Regions from separate parts of the Mus musculus genome. Here regions 1, 2 and 4 are each linked to region 3. Evidence: chromatin contacts called from public Hi-C and HiChIP or PLAC-seq data. All regions are on one chromosome and are shown on one strand. The core of a region is the stretch at or near the end of the contact, and the rest is flanking DNA. Distances in the headings are between cores, read along the strand shown. Region 1 has its middle 18 kb from the start of Gm36715. Region 2 has its middle 16 kb from the start of Trerf1. Region 3 has its middle 29 kb from the start of Ubr2. Region 4 overlaps Trerf1 (transcriptional regulating factor 1).

What was found. Hi-C and Micro-C count contacts between places; a contact is called where the count stands out from the background. HiChIP or PLAC-seq counts read pairs in DNA pulled down with a chosen protein or histone mark.
Region 1: a Hi-C map of cerebral cortex shows a contact between it and region 3, with 2.7 times the contacts expected there. The contact joins two enhancer-like sites. A contact is called at or near these places in 5 of 484 Hi-C or Micro-C datasets (cerebral cortex, embryonic fibroblasts, embryonic stem cells and 1 more) and 3 of 115 datasets of contacts at active chromatin or transcription factors (bone marrow-derived macrophages, extraembryonic endoderm stem cells and trophoblast stem cells).
Region 2: a contact with region 3 is called in an H3K4me3 HiChIP or PLAC-seq map of bone marrow-derived macrophages, with 3 times the contacts expected there. The contact joins two enhancer-like sites. A contact is called at or near these places in 6 of 484 Hi-C or Micro-C datasets (the C2C12 cell line, brain, cerebral cortex and 3 more) and 5 of 115 datasets of contacts at active chromatin or transcription factors (CD8 T cells, bone marrow-derived macrophages, extraembryonic endoderm stem cells and 1 more).
Region 4: a Hi-C map of bone marrow-derived macrophages shows a contact between it and region 3, with 31 read pairs. The contact joins two enhancer-like sites. A contact is called at or near these places in 1 of 15 datasets of contacts at CTCF or cohesin (the NIH/3T3 cell line), 8 of 484 Hi-C or Micro-C datasets (the G1E-ER4 cell line, the N1E-115 cell line, bone marrow-derived macrophages and 4 more), 6 of 115 datasets of contacts at active chromatin or transcription factors (astrocytes, bone marrow-derived macrophages, embryonic basal ganglia and 3 more) and 1 of 9 other capture datasets (embryonic stem cells).

The regions. Positions count from the first base shown.
Region 1 is chr17:47,173,499-47,176,198 of GRCm38.p6, reverse strand. It overlaps a transcript of Trerf1 not described here. Among named protein-coding and RNA genes, the nearest start is that of Gm36715, 18 kb to the right of the region's middle. Within about 2 kb of position 1,343, at least 106 of the 459 cell types and tissues checked have an H3K27ac peak or open chromatin away from gene starts, as enhancers often do. A contact at or near this core is called in bone marrow-derived macrophages and cerebral cortex, where this site is marked.
Region 2 is chr17:47,212,923-47,215,622 of GRCm38.p6, reverse strand. It overlaps a transcript of Trerf1 not described here. Among named protein-coding and RNA genes, the nearest start is that of Trerf1, 16 kb to the left of the region's middle. Within about 2 kb of position 1,357, at least 45 of the 459 cell types and tissues checked have an H3K27ac peak or open chromatin away from gene starts, as enhancers often do. A contact at or near this core is called in bone marrow-derived macrophages, where this site is marked.
Region 3 is chr17:47,038,220-47,040,919 of GRCm38.p6, reverse strand. No RefSeq gene overlaps it. Among named protein-coding and RNA genes, the nearest start is that of Ubr2, 29 kb to the right of the region's middle. Within about 2 kb of position 1,314, at least 58 of the 459 cell types and tissues checked have an H3K27ac peak or open chromatin away from gene starts, as enhancers often do. A contact at or near this core is called in bone marrow-derived macrophages and cerebral cortex, where this site is marked.
Region 4 is chr17:47,259,876-47,262,575 of GRCm38.p6, reverse strand. The region is part of intron 1 of Trerf1 (transcriptional regulating factor 1); the gene reads right to left. Among named protein-coding and RNA genes, the nearest start is that of Trerf1, 31 kb to the right of the region's middle. Within about 2 kb of position 1,350, at least 9 of the 459 cell types and tissues checked have an H3K27ac peak or open chromatin away from gene starts, as enhancers often do. A contact at or near this core is called in bone marrow-derived macrophages, where this site is marked.

The sequences.
Region 1 (2,700 bases), core at 94-2,593, 140 kb before region 3:
ATGGAGTGGCAGGCAGATGTAAGCAGCCTGGGGGTGATGCTGGGAACTTAGCTTGGGTCATAGGCAAGGGTAGCACGCGCGCTAACCTCCAGCCGTGTCTCCAGCACCACTCTGCCCGCAGCTTCTCTCCTGTCACGTCTCTCCTGTCTCATCTCCACGAGTCTTTGGAAAATAGAAAAGGCTCCTCCTACAGAGGCCCCATCCCTCAAACCACTTGCTTACACACTGTGGCTGAACTCTGAATCAGACGGCCTGTGTTTCGAACCTACGGCCATGGTGATTAATTATGCAAGTGCTAGGTCGGCAGAGATAACCATGTTCCAAGACGGACCAGACTTCACAGTTATATGACCCACAAAATGAAGCCATGCATGCCAGCGAACTGACACACAGTGAGTGGTTAATGAATGTGTGCAGATCCAACAGCCCCCTGAACTGGAGGGTCTGGGAGGAAAAGAGGTGTCTTTCCTGGGCTCATAAAGCAACCAGATATTCACTTCCCTGATGCCTGGCACCCAGCAGGATGGAGGATGTCCACATCTGTGGCCCAAAGATCTACAGAGCATAGAAGTGTTCCTCAATGGACAGCAGGCTATAGGTTCTAAAGGGACAGAAGGTCGAGGGCATGGTCTGCAGGTCACTCTCGCAGTGGGGTTGACTAAACGATACGAAGGGACAATTAATCTATCCTCCACAAGCCAGGCTAGACACTCACTCCAAATCGCCCACTTCACTTTAAAGCAGAGGCCCCTGATCTTTCCAACCAGGGGTAAATTATCTAATTCTCTGTAAAAGCCTTAACTTCACGTTGAAGGGTCTTCTGAAATTAGAATTAAACATAACACTTCAGCACTGGGGATGTGGCTCAGTTGATTGGGAGTTTTCCTGGCATGCATAAAGCCCTAGGTTCAACACCAGCACCTCTTAAAGTTGGGCGTGGTAGCGCCTTCATGTGGCGGTGTAAGGATCCGAATTCAAAGTCATCCTTGACTACATAGAGAGCTTGAGACTGGCCTGGGCTACATGCTGTCTCAACAACAACAAGAAAAAAGGGACACTTCCTTGTTCCCTAACAACTACTTCCCATAGCTCTTGACAAAGAATCAGGTCCCAGGTTTAGGCTGTAGGGGGAAAAAAAAAATGGAGCCAAGTCACGTGACCTCTTCAGGGCTCGGCTTATAGTCAAGCGAATGCGAAGGTCCCTAATATCCTTCCCACCTTGAAATACAATCAGTATGCATTTCCCTCTGCAGTGGAGAGAGAGGCCCCCAGCCACAGCCCCTGTGCGGACAGCGAGGATGGGCCAGGAAGTAGATAAGAAGTTGCAGCCCATCGACGCCCACCAATCGCCTGCGTGGACAGCCCGAGCTTTGCCCGCCCACACAGGAGGAGGAACACCAGCTCCCAGCTGTCCCTAGGATGCCTGCCAGGAAGAAGTCTACATCAAAGTTTGGTCGCTTTGCAGTACTGTTTTCTTTTTAATGACTTTTTAAAAAATGCTATAAATCACAAGATGAATTCATTATAGATAAGCAAAAGAACATTTTATTTTTAATAACTTCTTTAAATCATAGAATAAGTGCATATTTGTTACGGAGAAGTCAAGGACATCTTAAAAGAAAACCTCACTTGTAAACAAATCTAAACCTACTCTATTAACTAAGTCACATCCCAATTGAGAATCCAAGTCACATGAGAGTCAGAAGTTGACCTTCTAGACTGACTGCATTGGTTAAGACCTAGGCTGTGTCATGGGAGGCTCCAGTGACCTGGTCAAGTCTCTCACAGGGATAAGAGAAGGCATATCTCTATGTCCCTAGTAGGTGGCCGCCCACCTCCACCCCAATCCTTCCCCTTTCCAGCTCTTTTCCTAGTGGCCTGGGCCATTGCGCAGTAAATTCCATCAACTGTTTTCCCCGGTAAGTTTTGTATGAAGATGCTTTTAGAGATATTATTACTATTATTATCTTAGGGGAGACTATATATGCCACCGCAGACATGTGGAGGGCAGGGAGCAGCTTTCTGTACACGTTCTCTTTCCACTTTGTTGAGTCAGGATCTCAACTTGTCCCTGCTACTGCGTTTATTACTCTAGGCTAGCTGGCCTTGAGAGCTTTCAGCAATCCGTCTGCCTCTGCCTCCCATCTCTCAGTAGGAACACTGGGACTACACAAGTTGACCACCACATCTAGCCATTTTATGTAGGTGATGGGGACCAAACTCCTGTTGTCAGGCTTATAGGCAAAGCACTTTTTAAAAAAAGATTTATTTATTTATTATATTTATATGAGTACACTGTAGCTGTCTTCAGACACACCAGAAGAGGGCATCAGATTCTGTTACATATGGTTGTGAGCCACCATGTGGTTGCTGGGAATTGAACTCATGACCTCTGGAAGAGCAATCAGTACTCTTCATCACTGAGCCATCTTTCCAGCCCTGGCCAAGCACTTTTACCCCCTGAGCAATTTCTCCAAACTTTTGGTCTCTCACATGCTCTCTGACTCCAGGAAAACTGTTAGACTTTTTTTTTTAACTTAAACCTAAACCAACCTATCTCATCTCCAAGATGAGAACAATATTTGTTCCAAAGAGTTGTATTAAGGCGATAGTCTCTCTGTGTAGCTAGGCTAGCTAGCCTTAATCTGTCCTCCTGACTCAGAGCTACCCAAATTCTGGGATTATATATGTAATACCACT
Region 2 (2,700 bases), core at 108-2,607, 170 kb before region 3:
TCCTTCCTTCCTTCCTTCCTTCCTTCCTTCCTTCCTTCCTTCCTTCCTTTCTTTCTTTCTTTCTTTCTTTCTTTCTTTCTTTCTTAAAATTTTGTTTATTTGATTTGGTATGCATTTATGTGTGTGCCCCAGAAGGGCACAAAGGGTTCAGATCTCCTGGAATTGAGGGACAGACAGTTGTAACTGGTCATGTGGGTACTAAGGATTGAACCTACATCCTTTGGAAGAACAGTCAGTGCCCTTAACAGCTGAGTCATCTCTCCAGCCCCAACACTGACTCTTCTGAGTGATTCAGCCCTAGTTTTTCACTTACAGGTGAAGCCCATACAAGTGGACAGAGCTAAGATCAGACAGGGAACGTTCCCACTCCACCCCACCAGAAAGATAAGAGCCAGAGCTCTGGAATTACAGACTGAGCTACACCTAGCTTCTGTAATGCTAAGGATCAAACCCGGGGCTTCGGAGCATGCTAGGAAAGTGGTCTACCAATGCCTGGGCTCCTTGCAGTTCAATGTGTGATTATTCTTACTTCTTTCCTTCCTCCCTTCCTCCCTTCCTTCTCTTTCTCCCTACCTCCCTCTCTTCTTCTCCTTTTCCTTTGAACAATTAAGAACAGAGCATCTATTGTGTGTCACGAATGATCTGGATGCGGGACATGTAGCCGTGAGAACACACTTCGGTGTTTCTGATTTACAAGGAGACATACTGGATAAATAAATATACAGCAAGCTGTGTGGTTATACACACGCTGGAGAAGACAGCACGGGGTGGAGGGGCAGAGAATGATTCAGAAGAAACGGACTTAGTCCTGGAGGGTCAAGGAAGGAGTCTCAAAGGGACGTGTGGGTGCCGGGCGTGGTGGCGCACGCCTTAAATCCCAACACTCGGGAGGCAGAGGCAGGCAGATTTCTGAGTTCGAGGCCAGCCTGGTCTACAGAGTGAGTTCCAGGACAGCCAGGGCTACACAGAGAAACCCTGTCTAGAACCACCCCCCCAAAGGACACATGGGACATCTGAGGTGGGGTAGGGTGAGGGAATACTCCAGGCAAAAAGAAAAGCAAGGGCAAAGGTCCTGAGGCAGGAATGTCAAGCTCTAGTGTAGTCTGAGTGAGGGCAATTTCTGATTATGATGCAGGGGATGATGGGGAGGAGGTGGGAGCCAGAGTCGGTGGGTCCTGAAGTTACAGCAGTGTTTAGCCTTTATTCCAGGCATAGATCGTGCAGGGGAGTGACTCGGCATAGCCTGCCACACAGCCTCCCCGACCACTGATATCACCAGGCTCAGCCTGTGCTGAGCAATAAGGGGAACCAGGTTTGGGAGCCAGGCCTTGAGCTCAGCACGGCCTCTCAGCGTTACTGAGAAAAACCTTCCCCTTCTCTGAATCCCCAGAGTGAAATGGGAACATCAGGCTGGGTGGTGTCTAAGGTCCTTCCTACAAGATTCGTACATTCTGACCTCGACAGTGAGAGCCCTAAAGGATCTGTCTGCCTCTGATACAGAAAAAGGCCAGGGAACCGCAGCCACATTTCTGAAGCCCCTGACTCTTACCCAACTGCAAACCATCTTCTCATAGCTCTCAGCATGAAGAGTCCAGCCAAAGAATCGGCCTCGGCCCTCAGTTATAGATGCGAAACATGACCAACAGCAGGGCCGGTAAGGTGGCTCAGCTCGCCGCCATGTCTGATGGCCCGACCTCTACAATTGGTTCCTGACTCCTGTGTGTTGTTTTCTCACCTACACACACGCACACACACACACACACACACACACACACACACACACACACACACGCACACACGCACATGCATGCATGCACACACGCATGCACGCACACGTGCACATGCATGCACACAACAAACACTGTTTAAGTATTTTTATGATTCTGAAGTCATACCATTAAAGAGAGCACAGATTTCACACACGTCATGATGGAGTGCGGCCTACAGAAGCCAAGTCATCGAGGTGCTCAGAGCCTGCACCCCTCAATGGCTGCTTTAACTTTCCTTTCCTTTCCTTTCCTTTCCTTTCCTTTCCTTTCCTTTCCTTTCCTTTCCTTTCCTTTCCTTTCCTTTCCTTTCCTTTTCTTCTGTATTTAGTCTTTTTCAAGACAGGGTCTCAGCTATATGGTGAACTGGAACTCACTCTGCAGACATGCTAGCCTTGAACTCATAGAGATCTGCCTGCCACTGCCCCCAAGGTGCTGGGATCCAAGGTGGCGTGCTTCAGCACACCTTGCTCTTCCTGCCTGCTCCCTTGAGGGCCCTGTCTTGGATCATCCATCATCGGGTGGCGTTGAAAAGAAGGAAGGCTCCACACTCTTCCATCCAGTTGCAGGAACAAGGTCTGTTTCCCCCGTCAGCCTGGGAGTCCCTGTGAATATGGATCCATCAGACTTCGAGAGCATCAGGTGTCTCTCCCTAGGCCTTAGCCATCAGACTGAGTCTCTCTCAGGAGAACTTTGTCTTCCACTCCAATGGGGCGCTCCCCAAGACAGAAGTGGGTCCCTGCAGCAGGGGTCTTGCCCCTCTTTTGGCCTAGAAGCATCCTGAAGATGGGGTTTGTCTTCCCCACTTCCTGCTCCCCACAGCCTTCTCTGTTTTGAGCAGTTTCTTTAAACAGTTTCTTTAAACAGGGCAGAGTGAAACACTTAGTTGGAACCACCCCACCCAGGTACAAGGCCCTGCCATCCTTAGCCACTG
Region 3 (2,700 bases), core at 65-2,564:
GTTTGACAATTAACATTACAAATGGAGACTGGAGAGAGGGCTCAGCAGCAGTTATGAGCTCTCACAGAAGACCTGGGATAGGTTCCCAGCTCCTACATGACAGGTCACAGGTTGTGACCACCTCTAGTTCCAGGGGACCTGCTGCCTTCTTCTGGGCTCCGAGGACTTGTTAGGACACTAGGCACACACAGAGCACATATGCACACATGAAGCGAACACTCATACATACAAAATAAAAATAAATAACCATGAAAGAAAGAAAACTTAAAATCCAGAGAAGTTAGGTTACTCTCCCAAAGTCAGTTAGCTAGCCAATAGGGAAACCAGGTTTAGAATACACAAATACTTATGTATGTTCACGGATGGTGGATGGGATAACACACCCCAAACCCTTCACGGTGGCTATGTCTGCCAAATGATGCTGAAGCTCTTAGGCAGTGGCTCTCACCCTTCCTAATGCTGTGACCCTTTAATACAGTGCCACACGTTGTGGCAATCCCAACCATAACATCATTTTTCTTGCTACTTCATGACTGTAATCCTGCTAAAGTCATGAGTTGTGATGTAAACATCTGACATGCAAGATATCTGATTTGCAGGACAGCTGATCTGTGAACCCTTGAAAGGGCTGTTTGTTCCCCCAAAATGGGTCATGACCCACAGGTTGAGAACCCACTGGGCTAAATTTAAAAAAAAAAAAACAAAAAACAAACAAAAAAAACTTTTCTCTTCCACTTTGTATACCAAATGAAATATAGGACTTTTATTTATATCTTAACTTCTTTCTCTCCCCCAGCCCCACCCCCTGGGCTAAGACAGAGTCTCACTGGCTATTCTGGCTGACTGGAACTCACTGTGCAAACTAGGCTGGCCTCAAACTCAGAAAGTTCTGCCTGATTCCAGAACATTCCAGGCATCACACCCTGCACATTTGAATTTCAACAGGAGACCAGATTTGCTCTTAGTGTTTACTGAGAATTTAAAAATTAAGGAAGATTAGGAATAGTGGTGCACACTTTTCATCCCAGGGCTTGGAAGACAGGGGCAGGTGGATCTCTGCACATTCCAGGCTAGCCTGGTCTACATAGGGAATTTCAGTGAGACCCTGTCTCAAGCAAGTAAAATGAAATGAAATGTTTGAGTTCGGTGTCTGAAATTCACAGTTAACTGAGTGTACATATTTGTATTTGCTAAGTCAGACAGCCCAGTCTTAGTTTGTCTTCTGTTGGCAGGGCCGGCAATTCCTTGGTTCCTCCACAATGAAATACCAATTCTCCAGGAATTCTGCCACCATCTGATAAGACTGATTCAGACATTCAAGTTACTCTAAGCTGTGGTGACATATTAACTAGGGGTAATTCAACGGCTATGCCTGAACCTCTGTCTTTGCTTTATTTTGTGTTTCATTTTATTGAATGAAAAAGAAGCTCTGTCAACTGGAAGAAATTTCAGGCGAGATCAAATTTCAGTTTGTCTCAGACTGGTCCTCCGAAGAATTCACCCTGTGCCACGCAGAGCTTCTTGTTCTCAAGTCCCTACTACTAAAAAGTAGGCATGGATCTTAACTGGCATTCTGGCTGCTGGCGTGGCACCATGGCTGGTTGCTAGAAGGGCATCCCAATATACATAGCTCGGGAGGAGAAGGACTTGATTTCCGCTTGAAGATGTCATTTTGAATTTCACTTTCTAGCTGCTTATGAAACCTAAAATAACAAAGCGACACAGAGTACTTCTGGGCTCCCAGCTGTGCCACCAGTCACAATTTTAAACAAACGCAAGCTCCATTGTTAAAGAGAGACTGCAGGCATAAGAAAGCCCAGCCCCACCGAGAAAGGCGAGCCTGAGAGGATGCCAGCCCTGGACAGGAGCGCCCCCTGCAGGCTCCCAGCAGTATCGCGGAGGAAACGGATCTGAAGAAGGCTCCAAGGTCATTTCAAACACAGTCCTAGAGAGTAGTTAGTTGTCTCTGCCTGAAGGGCCACTTGAGAGGAGGGTGAGGGTGTCCTTGCAATGAGCAGAATCAAAGGCAGAGGACCTAGTGACTTGAACTCGTACTCTACAGGGAATGCAGGACCTTCTGCTTGTGTTCAAGTCCCTGGGCAGGGTCGATGTTTGGTCCACTGACAGAATCGATATGAATGGTGAAGAATCCTGAAGTCTGGGTTAGGAATGTCATGGTACAAAGCTGTACTTGTTCTGCAGGATGATAGACAGGTGGACATGCACAGAGTAAGGGGAGGGAGAACCCTATCTCGGGATGAGTCCAAAGTGCTTCTTTCAACATCATCCCACACTTAAGATGCCAGGGATGGATCCAGGACCCTATGTTGGCTAGGCAGGCTTGTTATCAACTGACCTACATCCCTGCTGGTTCCCACACGCTGCTTTCTTTTTAAATATTTGTTTACTGCATGTTCAAGAATGTGTGAATGTGGGTACACACAGGTCACAGGGAGTGTGCACAGGTCAAAGGGAAGTTCTCAGACCTCTCCAGCTACCTTGAGGAATATAGGAATAAACTCAAATCATCAGGCATATACAAACATTTTGGCATATTTTTTTCAACCTACTTTAGTAAGGGTCCAACCTCCCCACTAGTCCACCACCCATCAGAGGTAGTGGGAAAGAAAGGTTATTAGGATATGGGGGAAGTGTACCTGTTTAGAAATAGTTCTTTGGAGCGACCCCAGTCTTTGTTGC
Region 4 (2,700 bases), core at 101-2,600, 220 kb before region 3:
AGCCCGACCTCCAGCATTTAGTTATAGCAACAGAATTTAGATTAAGACAATTCATACACAGAAGATGGACTGGACCACCCCAGTGAGGGACTTCGTGAGGTATAGCGTGCTCTGGGACAAGCATAGGGAAGCAACAGCTGTCCCTTTGGTCTCTTCTGAGAGGATGGCTCAGATGCAGTCTGCTATCATAAGACTGAAGGCCAACGGCTTCCAGGGAGGAAGCAAGTGGTGTAGTTGGCTTATCTCCTAAATTTCAGTGGAAGGGCAAGGCTGCAGAAGAGCCTGTCACAGTCTTGTAAGAAGACAACCGTCTTACCTCCCTGATGGAGGAGGAAGTCCCCTAAAGGCAAGAACATTCTAGCTTTTTGTCCACATTTTCTGTCCCCACCCTCGTCACTTGTATACAAATACTCCAGGGCCTCTCCCAGGTAGGTTCCCGGGGGCTGCCTAATGACATCTCCTATTAGCTTCTTCCGTGTAGCCTTGTGCTCCCATTGTGCTAACTCTTTCTAAGAAGTTCAGAGCACCGTGGCCTGATTGCTAAGACTCAGGTTAAGGAGGCAGAGAGGTGTCTCAGCAGTTAAAAAAAATCAAGCTCCGCACTTGCAGAGGACTCAAATCCAACTCCCAGCACCCACATAAGGCAGCTCACAAACACACCTGCACTCACGTGCACACTCACACACTGGAACATACACATAATTAAAAATCAAGTAATTCTTAAAAAAAAAATCAGTAAATGAAAATGTGTCTCTGTTTCCAGAGTGTGATCTGGCATGTCTTGCTTTTAATGTTCTGGGATTGAACACCACTGGGGCAGCCATGTTGCTGGGAGCTCAGGACTGTTGTCAATACATCTGACCGTACATGAGTGAACCCACGTGTTTTCTTCCCTTATGCTTCCCTCCCAGGCTTCTGACTCCCTGGGCACCTTTACCTTTCCCCATTGCTGCGTGTCCTGTCTAGCACAAACTCACAGTCGCAATGTCAACGACAATAGTGCCCTTTGAGTGTGACTTGGGGAGAGGTTTCTTTTTGGTCAGAGAAGAAGCACCCTTCAGCCCAGGAACAAGGATTCGGGGTACCCTGCACAAAAATGCAAAACACCCCTTCCCCAACTGGCAAAAGGGATTGGAACCTTAACCACAAGATCCAAAGCTAGCACCAATTTAGACTTCAGACTCCATGGGAAAACACACACACACACACACACACACACACACACACACACACGAAAAAACACACACACACACACACACACACACACACACACACACACACACACACACGCCTCCAAGGGCCACATGGGCCCCTCTGGTGCTTACTTAATACAAAGAGGAAATTGCCCCATAGATATTAATCAACTGATACCAAGATGCCCAGTCAAGGGCATGATGAATCGCAACGGCCACATCAGACTATCTCCTCATCACAAAGCAATGGAAAATTTCAAAGTCAAAGCAGAGATTTGACTGGTTTCTCTTTGACTGGTTCCAGCTGTGGGCCAGAGAACAGGAACACCAAACACAACTCTATACATACAAATTACATACATGCACACCAATATGTATAGATGTGTATTTTATATACCTTGATCAAGAAGTATGTCCTCTGCAGGCCGCCTTACTCCACTGGCTGGAGATGTACTAATGACAGCAAGCAAAAATCCCCAAGAACAATTATTTCTCCCAAGGGAGGGAACACGGTTCCTCCCTCCCCATGCTCAGCTCTGCAGAGAACTGAGCCAGGCAAGTGGGGATGTGCCCTATCCAATGGTCTGCCTCCAATACTTGACTCAGAAATCCAAAAGGAAGGCACATGGCTTACACAGCTCAGGGTGAGTCTACAGTATCCTGGAATGGGGAACCAGCAGTCTTGGGAACGAATTTCAGTCCTACCATGAATACATCGACGCTCTCTAGTCACTCATCTCCTATTTATTAAGTGCCCGCTGTGTCCAGGTATATGTAAGGCACTGGGGGTATGACAAGGTCACTGCAGTGCCTGACAATGGAATATTGATTTGAGTAAGAGTCAGAGACCCAAGGCTGCGGAGATGGCTCAGTCAATAGCGTGCTTGTGGCTAAGGCAAGAAGACCCTCATTTGATCCCTAACACTGTATGTAGCATGTAGAAGCTACTGCCCACCTCTAAGGCAGCTGGGGGGGGGGAGGGGCAAGTCAGGAGGATCATGGGGTTGTTGGCCAGTCAGTCCAACTTAATCAATGAGTTCCAGGTTCAGTGAGAGAGTAAGTCTCAAAAAATAAGGTGGAGGGCAATTGGGGAAGACACTTGATCTTTGGCTTCTGCATGCATGAGCTCACATGGACACCTACACACACACACACATGGCAGGAGGGGGTGAGGCTTGGATATGGTTTGTCCCAAGGGTTCTGGGTAAAAGACACAGTGGAACTTTTTTTTTTTCAGTAGAGGCTCATGGGAGATTGTTAGGTCAATCAAGATGTGTACCCTGTGCAAAGATAGATAAGTGGTTTTCTGGAGCTGGATCATCAGCCAGGGAGAGATCCTGGCTCAAAATACATGATGGGGCCTGTGGGATGAGTCATCAGGTAAAGACACTTGCCTTACAAGTCCCAAGACCCAGGTTCAATCCCTGAAACAATGGGTGGAAGGAAAACCAACTCCCAACTGTTGTAACTCTCTCTCTCTCTCAACAAATAAAAATAAATTTAAAAA